2 separate regions of the Gossypium hirsutum genome follow, and region 1 is linked to region 2. The links are chromatin contacts, called in public Hi-C maps. All regions are on one chromosome and are shown on one strand. Each heading gives the region's core, a stretch centred on a gene start, on an enhancer-like site or on the middle of the called end of the contact. The rest is flanking DNA. Distances are from core to core; before and after follow the strand shown. Region 1 holds the start of LOC107955141. Region 2 holds the start of LOC107955133 (ribosomal RNA large subunit methyltransferase E).

Region 1 (5,476 bases), core at 171-2,670, 190 kb before region 2:
GAATTCTAACCCAAAAAGACGACCTAATCTCTTTAAAAATAGGTAAAACTACTCGTATCTTAGTTCATACAACAACTTGGAACGGTGCTAGTTTGACCTTACCATTTTTCATAAACTATTCATTCTTCAATGAACTTCTTGAGGTTCTTCAACCACAGAATATACTCCCGGCCATCCTTATTAATCATGTACTCGTGCAAGTAATTTGTGGTGCTCGGTTTGATTCCTCGGATCTCCAAATACTTGTGAAAAGCCTTCTGCAGGTTCTCATCCAAATCACTGCAAAACAAGAACATTAGTAATCGCATTCCATGCAAATCAATATTCCAATTTCACAATGTATCGAACAGGCTTACTAGAAATCTGGGCCTTCATAGGCGAGTTCATCCTCCGAGTTGGGATTTCGAACGGACAAACTATCTATGGTAATCTCATCAGGGTAAGCGGTACAGTTGAACTCTAAACTCGGACCATCTTTTTTTGAGACATTAACAACCAATGGGACATTTGATTTACTAGGCTTTTCAGTGTCATCATCATTGTCATCATCCGCTTCGCCTTCACCAGTGACAAGATCAGGCATGTGAACATTAACTTTGACGAGTTCACCATCATACTCTCGTGTTAATGTTATGGTTTGAAGCCCAGGAGTGTCTTCGATTTTGAAAGGGAATTCACTTGGAGTTCCTTCAGCCTGTGAAGAAACAAATTTTTTTTAAATGATTAAAAGACAATTCAAAATAAAGCATTGTTTTCAGCTTGAAAACTTAACATCAATACTAGCTATTAAGCGATTGTTCTGTTTTTTTTCCCCACAAATTCTCTCAATAACCATATTGTAAACGACTAAAAGCAGCTTCTAATTATGTTTCTCGGGTCGGATATAAGTGCTACAATGAGTGTTACCATGTTCCAAGACAGCTCTTGAATTCAATCCCTACAAGTCTTCAGTTGACACGATTTTGATTGTAAAACACCCAAAATCCAACTTCTATTTTTCCACTTACTTTTCGTACAAACCCTAAATGACAAAGAAAATGGGGAAAAGAAAAACTAATTAATTACTCACCTGATCATATTCATCACTCTCCTCGGCACACTGAATCTCAGACTCAATAACTCGGAGAAGAGACTCATCAGAAGCGGATTTTTGAGAATCAACAGCCGTTGAGAAATGTAGGGTGTTTGGGTAAAAACGGTTCACAGTAGGTTGCTGAGGCTGGAATCCATGGTTCAAGGCCGTGAAGATGCAAGAGTGGTAATTTCTCTGGACTCGGGTGAGTCGAATAGCGAGTGGTGCTAAGGAGTTAGCTGTTTTCCGGAGAATGGAAGTGAAAGCCATGGGGTAGAAAGGTTGCTAGGGTTTTGGGAACAGCTAGATTGTAGTACGTGAAGAGGGTTTTAGGTTATTTTAAAGGCAGCATTGATGTTGAGGTACTGATGGGCTATATTCAAAAGCTTCCCCTGTTGGGCCTAATTTGGTCTGGGATTGGGCAGTTACCCATAAATTCTCTAAATCTAACTTTATCCACTCGGGTTTAGCCTATTCTACAATGTCCCAACTGGATTATATGATGTTAACTCTAGGCATGGGGTCTTAACAAGCGGCTTTATTTCATTTGATTACTTATGCTTATTCGAAAGCATTGTTGTTTTTAGCATCTGTATTGATTATTCATTCCATGGAAACTATTGTTAGATATTCTTTAGAGAAAAGTTGGAATATAATTTTTATGTGTAAGAAAGCACGTGTCCATTACGATTTTAATCAAACAAATTATTAAAAATTTCAAATTTCACTAATTTCGATAAATTTGATCCAATTTCAACCAACCTTAATTTTATATTTACAATTTTTAATATTTAAATTTATTTATTATTCATGTTATTATCTATGTGTCAAAATCTAAATATAAAAATGAAAGGTTGCATAAAAAGGTTGAATTTATGTTAACCGAAACAGCAAATCTTATTAAGAAAACCATACATTTTTAAAAAAGAAAATCAATGAAACCTCAATTCTTTTGTGTAATTTCTCTTTGGATAAATTAGCTAGGTGATTATCCAACTTTTAGGTATGTTCCATTTTGATCACCCAATTTAAAAAACTTTCAATTTTATCATCAATTTTTTAAATTTTAAAATTTTAGTCACCCTGTTAAATACTTAATAGAAAGCTGACATGGGTGGTTTTTTATTGGTCTAATAATAAATTTAACTCTCCAATATTTATACATTTTATCAATTTGATCCTAAATCTAGCCATTTAGCCCTCAATATTTACAAAATTTCACAAACTTCAGTAATTTTCACAACAATGATCCTGTATTCTCTCTACTAGCAAATCGGTGAATTGCTTCCCTCTCAGCTTCTCTCCTTTCTTTTTAATTGTTTTATTTTTCTTTTCTATCTCTGCAATTTTGTGCTTTGCTTTGAAAGTTATTCAATTTTTGCACAAGAATGAAGAGAAGAAAACCCCAAAGGTAAAAATAAGAAAAAAAAAAGATGGAAAAGACCTATGCGCCCAAACGTGTTCCTTAACCAGGCCTAGTTAATTTTGGAGAAGCAAGAGTCTGAACTCTGTGTGTGTGTGTGTGTGTTTTAATGGGTTTCCCCTGTAATTTAGATAGTTGCTTCTTTTAGATATTGTTTTTCGCTACTTCAATTGATAGTTTCGTTGGTTAATTTAGTTCTTTTTGACTTATTTCTTATTGGGTTTTTTTTCTCCGATTTCCTTATGCCTGTGAAATTATCTGCACAAGTGTTTCAATTTCCCTTGAAGGGCTTGATTGTTCCACTTTTGGCTTGTTTATAAGTATGTGCCATCATCTCACACTGAAGAAGCCAAATTGGAACAAATCATCACTGATTTCTTGTAAGAGTCTTTTAGAATTAAATCGAATTTTTTTGTAAATGTAATAATTTTTTTAGAATTAGAACTAAATGATAAATTTTGTAAGCGTTGAGGGTTAAATTTGTTAAATTTTTAAATTTAAAGTTTAATTGATAAAATATACAAATATTGAAAATTTTAATTTGTTATTAGGCCAATAAAAAATTTCACTAAACTTTCCATGACTAAAATTTTAAATTTAAAAAATATTGGTGATGAAATTGAAAGTTTTTAAAGTTAAGTGATCAAATTAAAACCTACCCAAAAGTTGGGTGACCACCAGGTAGTTTACTCTCTCTCTCTCTTTTCTTTACAAAAGAAGCAGAAATACAGCAACACTAAAATCTAAGCTTCCCATGCCTAAGGGCGTCAGCATGCAGTGAAGGGAGAAGGCTGTCAGGCGGATTAGGCAAACGGACGAGCCCATTCGTGCCTTCATGCGCCAGGTTAGCGAGATGATCAGCATAATGGTTACCTTCCCGGAAAATATGCCGAACCTCCATCACCCATCCCTCTCGTATCAAGTCCAAGCAATCACCAATATACATATTTAATAGATGCTGATGCTCATAAGATCCGAGACAGCAGCTAAACTACCCATAACTCGTCTAACTCAACAATCTAACGAGCTACCCTGAACTCCTTGGCTAACCGCAAATCACCTTGAACACCCCCACAACTCCGGTGGAAGGCTGTCCGTACGTCCGATCTTTAGCATGAACCCATGCACCCAATTTCCATCTGCACTGCACAGCAAGCCACTAGCAGTCACTAAGGCCCGAACAAGAACACACCGCCCCATCCGTATTCAAGTTTTCTAATAACAGGGTACCATTTGAAGATTTGACCATTCCTTGTCCCCTTCAGGTCAACTTGGAACCCCTGCGACAATCTTTTATTAGATAAATTAGTTAGTCTAATGAGTTTGATCTTTTCTCGAATTAAGCTCTAATGGAGTTCGAAAACATAAAATTCAAGTTTAGTTCGAGCTCGATTGAAGAAAACAATTCATCTAAAATGTTCAAGTAAAATATAAAAATTAAAAAGAAAACATTTTCCGACAACAATAAATTAAAGGATCATTCTTGAATTTAACTTGGTTGATTCCAAGATCTACAAACCTTTCTTTATTCGATAAACCAACTGGTTATTTATTTATATATACATACACTAAAATAACATATTTCATATAAATGATCAAACAACAGAAAAAATTACCCCTGAACCGTCTAAACACACATCACTCAGACTTGGAGAACTGTGTTGGATGGCAAAAGAAAAGAAAACTGAAAGAACAAAAGCATTATCTGGAAAATTGAACTCTGTCACATGACAATCTCAGGCTTCAAAATGCTGGATTTGATCTCTTTGTGAGGCAAAATGACGCCACCGCTGCTATATATTTCATCCCATACATGCACATCTTCTCCAAGTATAGTCATGTTCTCTACTCGAGCCCATTGGCTGACAGTGGAGTGCCATCCAATGATGCTGCTTGATATGCAAGCATGCTTCTTGATGCGAACTCCACGCATCACGGTGCAGCGAGAGAGTCTGACTCCAGCCTCGACCACACATCCTGGACCAACAACTACATCTGGTCCAATCAAACATCCTTCCCCAATTTTAGCACTCTCATGAACTAAAACATTTCCCACTATGTGGTGACCAGTGGCTAACTTAGTTGAAGATTTCTTTCACAGGGAGTCTAGATAAAGCCCGAGTCCAGCAATTTAATCCTTTGGCTGACCAATGTCCATCCAAAACCCTGGTAGGACAATTGCATATAGTTTTTTCTCTGCTGCAATCTTCGGGAAGATTGCCTTCTCAATGGAGGTAGGTCTCAATTCAATTCTATCAAGAACAGATGGGTTCAGAAGATAAATTCCAGCATTAATTTTGTTTCCAACAAACAGTTTCGGTTTTTCCACAAATTTGTCCACTTTCCCTGTTGTTTCCTCCATAACCACAACACCGCATTTTGAAGGCTCATCCACCTAGTTGATTATTATTTAAGTATTGCGATCTCTCTGAATATAAAATTTGAAATTGAAAATGAAGATAAAATTTAGAACTGAATTATCACCTTGGTTACCACAATGGAAGCTTCCCCGCCGTGTGCTTTGTGGAATTCAATCATTTCTTTGAAAGGGTACAAAAATGGCTCACCGGAACCATCAATGAGCTTATCCCTAGCCAAAGCAAGAGGACCAGCTGCCCGAGTGGCTCTGTCTCTTAAGAGCATGAGATTGTGATCCCAAGTTTAGCTTCAAACTCCTTCAAGAAGTTCACATCACCTGAAAAATAAAGTGTCCACTGGTCAGCCCATGAACACATAGCCATTAACCTTGCTGGCCAATGTATTAGTTTTACATATCTTATGCTTTGAAACACCTCATATACCTCAGGTTGGTAGTTAATAGCCAAAACAACTTCAGTTACACCAACAGCCTTGAGAGCCTCGATCTGCAAATATAAAAAAATACATCATTCTGTAAAATCAACAAGCTTATCTTGAGAAACACTAGCCGCTAAACTGAAAAGCAATGCTTCCAAGTTTCAGAAAAACAAAGGCCATAATGC
Region 2 (6,106 bases), core at 1,902-4,401:
CAAAAGTTGAACTCTTTTGGGTTATCATAAGTGTAAGTGTTTATTAGGTTAATGATTGAGTTTAATAGTTGATGGGTGCAGGAGTTAGCTAATGGTGATTGTGGGCCTCAACCATGTTGAATGGTGATTTGAGTCAAAGTTGAAATCCCAATTCATGCTTTCTTTAAAATTAAAGACTCAAATCAGAAATCAAAGTTGTATAGCCTTTTCAAACAAAACAAATTTGCTTTCCAAGCATTTCACTCCTTTAGGGTTTAGGGTTTGAATTATATATGTAATGTTACGTATGAACTTTGATTTTGTGTGATTTTATACATGTAATTTTAATTTAATTCAATTTTCACAAATCACTAATAACATTATTGAATTGATACCATTTTACATTGATATATTGCATCGACAAACAATTATATTAATCTAATTTAAAAAGTAAATACATATTCATTAAACATGACTCCCCTTAACAGCTTCATATCTAGCCAGACATTTCATGCCCTTATAGTGAACGTGGTCGAGCTTCTCATGCCACAATTTTAGCTCAATGATTCCAACTTTATTGCATCGAGATGGTTAAATTATCATATAACAGTTGTCAAAGGTTCTTGCTCCTTCCACGATACTGTCTCCCTACATTAAAATGACACAAAACTTATCCTTTGTGAAATTGACAAGTATAACCTGATCACATAACTTACTACTATTGATTAGATTAGCCTTCCATCCATCAACAACAAATACATTATTCAACTTAGGTTAACTGGGAGCATTTAGAATTCTTTTGTCAAGAATTTTGACTTTCTTACCATCTCCAAATATCACACAACCAGCATTGTTTTCTTCAAAATTTGATAAGCAATTTGCATTACTAATCATGTCGCGAGAACATCCACTATCTAAGTATGAGACATCATCAATTGTAGCCTTTAGGGGGCTTTTTTTTTCAAAAATAATCCAAATAAATTAATTATTTATGAAAATGACCCACTTGTAAAATCATGTATGAAATAACCCGTTTTGAACAGTGAACCACAGTGTTGTTTCCATTGGCGGCACCACCTTTCATAATGGGCCAATTATTGGCTAATTTAAAAATAAAATTGGGCTTCGTCGTTGCCATTGGCGACACCGAACTAAAGTGTAATTATATAAAATGTTCGACTTGATGAAGCAATTACATTTGTTAGATTGGATGAAAAAAGGGATAGCGCCATGACCACCAGCAACACCCAATTAAATGCTTTTAAACTTTTAGTCTATTTACATATTAGGTCTATCCATTTTGAAATTAAATTTAAATAACCCTTAAAAATATAAGAATAACAAAAATAAACTCTTTTCATTTTTTTATTTTTTAGTAAAATTCTTCATAAAACTAGAAATTGAATATTCATCACTAAAAAACTTTTTAATATTGACAAACAAAATGTAAAAGAAAAACCATCCCATAAATTTTTCATGTTGTAACTCTCGGTTCCAAACATTAAATGACATGATCCTATAAGGTTAATAAATCACCATATCCATTATAAAAAATAGCAAAGAGTGACAAGAACAATCTTTGCCAAACTTATTTTTTGTGACAAAAATAAAACGCCACATTTTTATGTATGATAAATATGACGAATCAAATTGTCTCGAATAAAGGCTATTAATTAATAATACAGACATAGAGATAATAAGTTCTTCAAAATAAAACTATATATAATTCATTTTACATTGGTGAAGATTAATAATCGTCATCATTTTGGTTGAGACGTCACAAAAACATTACCTAAGGGTAAATTTTGGCGCCAAACAATTAGTGACATAAACTTATGAAATTTTTCTAATTGTCATATAAGAAACATCATCAACTATTAAATGTGATGATTATTTGTTTTCATGACGTTTATAGTATTTTTTTTGTGATGTTATTTTGAACATCACATAGGAAATTCGTCGCAATTTGATAGTTTTGTTGTAGTGGGTGTTTGCATGGGCTTCTTAAATATGTCCATAGCCATGACATTCATGGCATTGAATTCCCTTCTTTTTATCTCTAGCAGCTTCCTCATTGATGACAACTCCTTTGGGTTTTCCTTGTTGAGGATTCTAAGGTGATTTGTTCTTGCATCACTTCTATAGCAGTGCCATGCTTAGTGAGCATTGTTTCAATAAATTGTAATGCAATGCTCTTTTCTCCTTTTCTTATATTTCTCTTTGCTTCATCTAGGTTGATCTCAAAGGTTTGAAGGGATCTAATCAACTCATCAATGCCCATTGTATCAATGTCCTTGGTTTCTTCAATGGTAGTTGCTTTGATACTAAACCTTTCAAGAAATGATCGAAGGCACCTTCTGACCAGTTTAAAGTTTATGTATTCATCTCCAAGGGCAAAAGCCTGGTCGGATAAGTCAGAGAGTTTGGCATAGAATTCCCCAACTGTTTCATTCTTCTACAGTCTTAGCTTCTCAAATTTAGTAGTGAGCATCTACAGTTTTGATCGTTTTACTATGCTTGTACCTTCATGAGCAGTTTGAAGGACACCCCAGGCTTTCTCTGCAATCTTGCATTTAGAGATTCGTTTGAACTCTTATCCATCTACATCGCAAAAGATTGCATTGAAAGCTTTCAAGTTAGCACTTTCAAGCCTCTTTTCTTCTGTAGTCCATTGCACTTCAGGTTTTGGGATCTTGACACCTGATTCTTTAGTAAAAGGTTGTTCCCAACCATTTAAAATAGATCTCCAGGCTCTTTCATTTGTGACTTTGATAAAAGAAGTCATCCTAAATTGTCTTTACCATTTATCTGGATTGTTGGAAATCATCCAATTATTTCCAAAATTTCTTCCTTTTTTTCTTCTATTAAGGCTGTATGAGAAGTGTAATGAAACATGAACAACACTAGCAATTCAAACTTTAATAATAATCTAAGCCAATATGCTAGTGATCAGCTGGGCTGACTCGGACCCATTCTTCCAGTTGAGGGAGTTGTGACACGTCAACAGCCCACGGATTTTGATTTGAGCGACACCTAGGCCTGATCCAGCCCACACCTTGGGACTTAGTCAGGATGAGGTAGGCTAGTTCATGATCTGGTTGCGAACCAACTAGATATCCCACATCAGTTAAGAACAAAGCATTGAAAGAGTTTATATAGAAACAGCAGCCAGCTTAGGCTGTCCCCTCGGGGACATCCGATAAAATTGGAACGATACAGAGAAGATTAGCATGGCCCCTGCGCAAGGATGACACGCACAAATCGAGAAATGGTCCAAATTTTTTTTTATTTTTGAAGTTGAGCTCCATGGGTGGGATTAGAATTGAGAGTTAGAATCTGGGTTTGGTCTCCATATTCGATTTGAGCCTGAGTTTGGTGAATTAGCTTCTGGGTTTTTAGAGTATATTTAAATGTTGATATTTGTGTTTGGGAGCGCCATTGTTTTTGCACTCACTGCTCATAACCCTGTGGTTTGTGTTGGCAGAATTGAAGTACCAAGATGAACTGGAATTGGGAACCATTGAGGAATGAATTTGGATGGGAAGTTCAAAACTGATACGATGCAGCTGACAACCAAAAGGAAAAGAAAAGAGAGTTGAAGCAACATGGTAGTGCAGCAGTATCAACTGTTAAATTTTATTGTCATTCTAAGATAATTAAACAATTGATCAAAGGAGAAGCACTTGGATGGATTTCAGTTTCACAGAATTTCAAACTTCCACGTCTAGCTTTCTTTACATATTTTATCCAACGTTATATATCAGGTTGGGGTCAAGCTAGGGCTAAACCAAGTCAAGTTAAGCCCATGGGTCTGACCGGCAAATGCTGAATTGATAGATAAAGGGTCGTCTGATTTTCAAAATTCCACTTCGCAAAACGGCCCACAATTACAGGCTTAAGCACAAATGGGAGCTTCGAGGCCTTTGAGAAAAAAGTAAAAAACCCAGAGCAGGGTTTTACATCAAAGAGAGTTTTAGAAATTTGGCATCGATGAGTGGAGGTGGAGCACCCGATTTTTTCTACAGGGAAGCTCAACGTCTCGGCTATGTTGCTCGTTCAGCTTTCAAGGTTTCGGTTTTCATTACTTTTTCTTTTCATCGTTTCATTTCTTTTTAATAAATTCTTGCTTGGTTTTCAGTTGCTTCAAATACAGAATCAATATAAGTTAATAAAGCCAGGTTTTTCAGTTCTTGACCTTGGTTGTGCCCCTGGTGCTTGGCTTCAGGTTTTTCCCTTTTGCTTCAAAAAGTTGCTTCTCTTCTTTTTCTGAGTCCCTGTTGATCTGTATATGGATTTTTCATATTGTTATAGGTTGCTTGTCAGAGTTTGGGTCCATTGAAGAATGGTGGGGCTGTTGTGGGAATTGATGTTAAGGTAATATTCACTGCTTGAAAGCCTCTACAATTTCTTATGTTTTGTTTTGGTAAGACAAGTGAAAGATTTTCTTAGTATGATTGTAATTTATGGCAATAAAATTTGGGATTTTCAGAACAGAAGGTGAAGGTTCCTTCTCTTCACTGTGATGCAAGGGTTCAAACTATTTCCGCTGATGTCATGAAACTATCCAAGCCACAAGTTATGGAACTCTCGCCTAAGGTAGCAAGTAGTTCAAGTTTTATGTCCATAATCTTAGAATTTTGTAATGTTTTTTTTAAGGAGTTTTTTCTCGGTTTTGTTTGAATTTGAATGCTTAGCCCATTGCCAATTCAAGTGATTAAATGATGTTTGCCAACTGTTGTCATTGCTGACTGGGATTCGAATCTCTCGAGTCATTGCGCAGATTTAGTAATTTTTCTGTACAAATTTCCTGTTCACTCTTTTCATCCTAAATTGTCTTTGTTGCATGAAAATCTAGATTTGATGTCAATTCAAACTTTGCATCTTTTCTGGCTTTGATGATTTGAATGAAGCAAAGAACAGATTTGGTCACTTTAGACCAGTTAGAAAAAAAATTATTCAACGAAAAAGATACAATCTGGTAATAAATAGATTCTATGGATGCTTTAGGGGGTAGTTTTTTGTATCAAACTTTGCTTACCTGTTAGAAGGGTCGGCCTTTTGTTTCTAAAAGGCCCGACTCTTCATTTTTCTTGAAGAATCAATGTCTGGAACCTTTGTCCATGCTCATCCAGATATGACCTTTCAGTGACATGGGAAAATTGAATACCACACTCTTCATCTTTCTTGAAGAATAAATGTCTGGAAACTTTTGTCCATGCTCATCCAGATATGATCTTTCAGTGACATGGAAAAATTGAAGACCACTTGTGTTGGATAGGTGCTTATATCATACACTTACACCCAAATCCAAATAACATAGCTCTTCAATTATGTTACACAAAGTTAAACTTAGTCTTCTATTTGCCTATAGGGTAAAAAAATTTCTTTATAACTTCTTACAGATGTATGTGTCTTGTTTTGCAGGAAAAAGGGTTCTCAGTTATACTTTCAGATATGTGTCCTTCGGTTTCAGGAATTTCAACTCGGGATGCAGCTTTGTCCTTCGAGTTAGGTATGCGAGCACTCGATTTAGCTGTCGGTAGAGCCATGAACGTGTCAAATGATAATTTCCAAAATGAAGGAGAGTCATGCCCTTGTAGTCCATATGATAAGGGTGTATTGCTGTCCAGAGGGCATCTCGTCATTAAGCTTCTGGAGAGCGAGGATACAAAAGGTGAGATTTCACCCATGTTGCTCTGACTTTATTTTTCTTGGAACTAATCGTGTTCATCATCTGTAGATGGCATTTCTCACACTTTTGTTTATGGTGTTTGCAGAATTGAGCCAGATTTGCAAACCACTCTTCAAAAAATCAACATGGTTAAGGCCCAAGGCTACAAGATCCTCATCCAGAGAGATTTATTTAATTTGTCAAGATTTAAAGTCACAGTAAGGTTCAGAATCTTTAGGTTGTCGGCAACTATTTGTTACCCCAATGACCTCCCGGATATGAATGTCGAATATGGGTATGTTTAATTTTTTTTAATGTATTTGGAGTATCATATCTCTATACTCATATCCAAAAAACATATCGAACCCAGAATATGAAATGCTCTTGAGAACATCTTTCTTAGTAGTACTTATAAGAAAATCAATACAAAAGATATATATACACACACACTAGAAT

The links. Hi-C and Micro-C count contacts between places; a contact is called where the count stands out from the background.
Region 1: a Hi-C map of leaf shows a contact between it and region 2, with 1.8 times the contacts expected there. The contact joins the promoter of LOC107955141 here to the promoter of LOC107955133 in region 2. A contact is called at or near these places in 2 of 34 Hi-C or Micro-C datasets (both in leaf).

The regions. Positions count from the first base shown.
Region 1 is chrD04:12,085,349-12,090,824 of Gossypium_hirsutum_v2.1, reverse strand. It overlaps LOC107955141, which reads right to left and starts at 1,420. Exons shown (of 3, transcript XM_016890868.2): 1 at 1,070-1,420; 2 at 357-694; 3 at 1-279. The coding sequence starts at 1,342. The coding sequence ends at 120. It also overlaps the pseudogene LOC107955139.
Region 2 is chrD04:11,893,055-11,899,160 of Gossypium_hirsutum_v2.1, reverse strand. It overlaps LOC107955133 (ribosomal RNA large subunit methyltransferase E), which reads left to right and starts at 3,151. Exons shown (of 6, transcript XM_041091975.1): 1 at 3,151-3,587; 2 at 3,744-4,204; 3 at 4,291-4,353; 4 at 4,474-4,575; 5 at 5,404-5,653; 6 at 5,757-6,043. The coding sequence starts at 4,025. The coding sequence ends at 5,872. It overlaps LOC121216455 (U6 spliceosomal RNA), which reads left to right and starts at 3,160; the gene lies at 3,160-3,262.